Regions from separate parts of the Gossypium arboreum genome. Here region 1 is linked to region 2. A link is a contact called in public Hi-C data. All regions are on one chromosome and are shown on one strand. The core of a region is the stretch at or near the end of the contact, and the rest is flanking DNA. Distances in the headings are between cores, read along the strand shown.

Region 1 (2,700 bases), core at 41-2,540, 280 kb after region 2:
GATAGAAGAAAACCTCAGCCCATACCTTTTTGGCTACTTCGAAAGTCCTGTCAATTCCGTGATCACCATCAAGCAAGATCTCTGGCTCAACAATTGGAACCAATCCATTGTCCTGCATGACCAAACATCCAAAAGATTATCTAGTGCCAAAGAAAATGCAATTGAGACAGTACTGTGATAAAATTTAGTTCATCTTACCTGAGAGATGGCGGCATAGCGAGCAAGTCCCCAGGCTGCTTCCTTCACAGCAAGTTCGGTTGGTCCATTGGGAATGCTTACCACAGTACGCCTATAATAACATTTGGAAGCATACTAATAGCATAAACATAACGAATGAATGAGAATATATGTATGTAATCCTTATGTCACTTGTCTGTATGGATAACACAAGGGAAACGCTAACGGAAATCTGAAAAATTTTCGAACGGAGGGCCATATGAATAAAAACCTCACCATTTTGCAAAACGAGCTCCTTGTTGGTAGTATGCAGCTGAACGTGGAGCGAGGCCATCAAGACCTTGGCACCATGACTCGTTGTTTGAACCAGCCAGTGGAACAAGACCCTGTAGGGTTTATATTATCATGCTCCTAGTAACATATACAACTTAGAAATAAAAACCAGATGTTCCTCCATAAAATGGGACATGAGATTTACCTTGTCGACCTTGATACCAGGGACTATGTTCTGCTCAACAAGAACATCAACCATCTTCTTGCCATCAATTGTGGTTTGATAGAGGGTTTCCTCAAAGAGGATGGCACCTGAGATGTACTGACCAAGGCCAGGAGCTGAAACAAGCAACGTCCTGTAGGCTTGGCGGTTAGCCTCCGTGTTTTCTAGCCCGATTGAGGCCAAACGTTTCCCACAGGTAGCGTTGGACTCATCCATGGCCAAAATTCCACGGCCAGGAGAAGCAATAGCTTTCTACAAACATCCAACAATTAGTAAAATCATTGTTCTTTCTTTCAGCAAATGCTCAGTTTCTTAGTATTAGCATATATCTTGAGCAAATTGTGGAAGAGCTTAGAACTATATGAACACTTACAGCAGTCTTGACAAGCTCATCGGCATATGAGCTTGCACGCACAGTTAGTCCGGAGGGTGCAACAGGGTGGCACCTCACCACAGAAGTGGAAGGTTGGCGAAGGGTGTGACCCTTAACCCACTCAGACTTGTCTAAAACTGGTGAAGTCTTGAGGAGAGAAGCAGAGGCCATGGTTTTGCTTTTTCAGTGCTTTCTCTTATCTCTCAGCTCAAGCTTTTTTGACACAACGTTTAAGCTCCAATTCTCTAAATTATAGTTGCTAGCCCCTGCCAAGAGATATCTTGCATGAGGCTGTTATACATGGGCCAATCATCAACTGACATGATGGATGCTTACTTGGCAACTTGGTATGGCAGAGGTGTGGCTGATGTGATTGTGAGGTAGGGGTTTAAGACATACATATCTTGTGGAATTTGTGTCTTGAAATAAAAGGTTTAATTTTCTAAAATTTGTAAAACCAGGAAAATAAAAATGAAATCAATGCCAAAACCCTGATCTTTTTTGTAGCTGTTTGATTTTTGTTTGTTATTATTTTGAGTTTTTTTCTTTCTTAAAATCACCCAAAAGGCAAGATGCAGACAACCTACTAAAAGGGTTGTAAACACCTTTGGAATATTTATATTTTTCTTCTGATTAGCCAGCAAATTAACTTCCTGCTCGAAACCAATTTGATGCATTCATTATCTTTCAAATAAAGAAATCAAGTTGTAGAGTCTCCTGGTTACAAACATGCTGATGGGAAGTGAAGATGAACATAAATAAATGACAATAGTCTCAATGCTTGAAGCACCTCTTCTACATGCACCAAAAACACGTATAGTATAGTATAGTATTTCGAAGCAACAGGTGGCCAGGGACCACTAATTCTGCAGCCTTACGACAAGGTGCAAACTTGTCTGACAAGGACAGTTTTCAATCAATTCTCTAGCGATTGTAAGGGGAAGCGGTAAAGAATCAGTGGTAGCCTCATTGGTTACCTCAAGCTGCAGAAGTGAGCTAATGACCAAGCAATTCTCTTGTAGACATCATAGGCCCCATAATCTAAAGATCTGGCAACTGTATGCATATGGAAAATGCAACTAATAAAACAAATAAGCAGACACCATTGATTGTGGAGAAGAGAAAAGCTCCTCAAAGGACATCAAGGAGTCATTGTGGAACAGATTCAGACACCATGCAACTAAAAATCCTCAAAACACTTATGAACAATCCCACAGCTATTCTTAGCCGCTAAATCTCTGGGGCATCTTAGAGCTCAGGTTATTCAAGTAAAGCATATAAACTTCTGTCTAACCAATTCTCAACCCCACAAACAAATTCTCTGTTCATATAAAAAAAAAGAAAATCTAGAGAAAGATTCCATGGCAATTTAGAATCTTAGTCACAAAGATGGGAAAAGAACAAGAAGTAAAAGCATATAAGAAACCACAATTCAGAAAATCAACAACCTATCTTTACTTTGAACTGGTTTTACATTTTTTACCAGTCAACAAAAAAAAAATTATCCACAAACTATGCTTTAGTATCAATGCCCAAAGTAGAAATATGACACAGCTCTCATAAGCTAAAATAACATGATCAATGAGCTACTACCAAGAAAATCTTTGGTTATCCATTACTTCAAAATTGGGAGTTTATAATAAGAAAACCTGGT
Region 2 (2,700 bases), core at 114-2,613:
TCCATGACAAGAAGATTTCCAACTCAGTTGGAGTAAACTGGATGTCATTGGAGGTGTTGATGCGCGCACCAAAGCTCAAATTCCAGCTCATTCAAGTGATGGACTTAATTACAAGATCAAAGACCAAGCAATCTGAGCTAAATTGATTGTGTTCGTGCAAGAATTCGTGACTTAAGGGATGGAGTTCGAGCTTAAAGGCCATCAAGATTTCGAATTTTGGTTCCAAGAAAATCAATAAACCAAATCTTAGACAAATATCAACAGATTTCAATTCTTGAAAATCTTAATTCAAGAACGTGAATATTGGCCATGAACGAGCTTGGAGGATCTTAACTTGCATCAACAAGCAGGAATTTTAAAGCCCATCACCCTTGTTTCACTATATACCTTCTTTAGTCAATAGTCCCGCATTTAAAGTATATCATTCCCTCTTTTACTTTGTATAGCAAGACATGCATACAATGCAAATAGGATATTTGGGGTTCCAATTGAATACCCTGACACGTATTGTGCTAATAGCGCATCAATGCAAACACCCTGAAAAAATGGTTACCGTGTACTTGTGTGCCATCCTATAAGACATATTTCGTTATCTTCAATAAATAAATGTGTACATTCATGGTATGCCTTAATTATTCTATTTAGTCTATTAAAGCAATTTTTAATCACTTGACCACTTCAAAGGTTCATATAGTAATCACTTTTCAAACTTTTTAAAAGCTTATTGAGCAATTTCCATTAACACTCAATAATCATTTCATATATTCACTTATTAAGATTAAATCACTTCTCGACATAGTTTACATAATCACATCTATTTGTACAATTTTACTTTTACACTTAGCCATAATTCACTTGATACCAATAGTGACCATTTATCATTCTCAAGCACATACCACTATACTCTACACATTTTACTCAAATTTCCACTTTTTTTATATTTTTGTTCGACTACTCTATCTAATATACTTCGAAACTATGGGTCTAAAATAGAGAAGACATGTCTTGAGACATGACTTCATTATCTTGAGCCAAAACCTTCCATTTTGATAATTTGAATTATGATTCGTATCGTGACTCTATGTTTAACTTCATATGACCCTAGATTATTGTGTGGGCCCATTTGATCTCACATATAAGTATTTCATTTGTATAACTTGAAACTTATGAATTATACCACATTTATTGGTTTGTTTTCAACCAAAATGAATGAAAATAGTTTGTGTTGCTCCAACAACGAAATGTGACAATCACCATTTGAATCGAGTGTAGAGGGTACTAATCTTTAACGATTTAACTTTATCGCTTTAATTAAAGTTTTATATAAATTTTCCGTAAATATAATTTCTACATATATGTTATAATCTAATTATATATAAAAGTTGTGTATTTAAATTTAACTTATATTTTGTACATATGAAATTGATTTTATCTAAATGATTGAGGAGGAGAATTATAAATCTAAAACAAAAATAGAAATAGTTTTGGCTCAAAAAATATAATATTAATAAAAAGAAAAACATATATAGACGGTTTAAAATGGATCATATTCTAGCTAACCTCGCAAGGATATTGTAATTGACCATTGTATCCTGATCTTCTTTCTCCCCTACCAAACCAGCCCACTTATCGCTAAAACCACTGAAACTCAGAAACCCTGTCTTCTTCCCTTTTTATCTATTTTGAACTCCAAAATGGCGAGCGAAAATGAGAGTTCCAAGGGCGACGCAATTTCTGGCCGCAGGATCGCGTTGATCACTGGCATCACCGGTCAAGATGGCTCATACCTCACCGAGTTCCTCCTCAACAAAGGTTACGAAGTCCATGGCTTGATCCGCCGCTCTTCCAACTTCAACACGCAGCGGATTAACCACATCTACATCGACCCCCACAACGCCCACAAGGCTCGGATGAAGCTCCATTACGCTGACCTCACCGACGCTTCCTCTCTTCGTCGTTGGCTCGACACTATCCGACCCGATGAAGTTTACAATCTGGCTGCCCAATCCCACGTAGCCGTCTCTTTTGAAATCCCTGATTACACTGCCGACGTGGTGGCTACGGGAGCCCTCCGTTTGTTGGAAGCCGTTCGATCCCATATTGCCGACACGGGTCGGACCCATATCAAGTATTACCAAGCTGGATCGTCAGAAATGTTCGGATCCACTCCTCCGCCTCAATCTGAAGCTTCCCCGTTTCACCCCAGATCTCCATACGCGGCTTCCAAATGCGCTGCGCATTGGTACACTGTCAATTACAGGGAAGCGTACGGGATTTTCGCCTGTAATGGAATTCTGTTTAATCACGAGTCGCCGAGGAGAGGAGAGAATTTCGTGACCCGGAAAATTACTCGGGCCGTTGGCAGGATAAAGATTGGGTTACAGAGCAAGTTGTTTTTGGGGAATCTACAAGCTTCTAGGGACTGGGGTTTTGCCGGGGATTACGTGGAAGCTATGTGGATGATGCTGCAACAAGAGAAGCCCGACGATTACGTGGTGGCAACGGAGGAGTCACATACGGTGGAGGAGTTTCTAGAAGTGGCATTCAGTTATGTTGGGTTGAAGTGGAAAGATCATGTGGTGATTGATAAGAGGTATTTTAGGCCGGCCGAGGTGGATAATTTGAAAGGTGATTCAAGAAAAGCAAGAAAGGTTCTTGGGTGGAAACCCAGAGTTGGGTTTGAGCAATTGGTGAAGATGA

What was found. A called contact is a pair of places that touch in the nucleus more often than the background predicts.
Region 1: a Hi-C map of leaf shows a contact between it and region 2, with 2.2 times the contacts expected there. The contact joins the promoter of LOC108479225 here to the promoter of LOC108479881 in region 2. A contact is called at or near these places in 2 of 5 Hi-C or Micro-C datasets (both in leaf).

What each region holds. Positions count from the first base shown.
Region 1 is chr12:14,530,164-14,532,863 of ASM2569848v2, forward strand. LOC108479225 (fructose-bisphosphate aldolase 1, chloroplastic-like) reads right to left here and starts at 1,291. Exons shown (of 10, transcript NM_001330045.1): 1 at 1,047-1,291; 2 at 656-925; 3 at 454-563; 4 at 199-289; 5 at 1-112. The coding sequence starts at 1,217. It overlaps LOC108479226 (protein CHAPERONE-LIKE PROTEIN OF POR1, chloroplastic), which reads right to left. Exons shown (of 5, transcript XM_053022460.1): 5 at 2,478-2,700.
Region 2 is chr12:14,254,494-14,257,193 of ASM2569848v2, forward strand. LOC108479881 (GDP-mannose 4,6 dehydratase 2) reads left to right here and starts at 1,364. Exons shown (of 1, transcript XM_017782719.2): 1 at 1,364-2,700. The coding sequence starts at 1,695.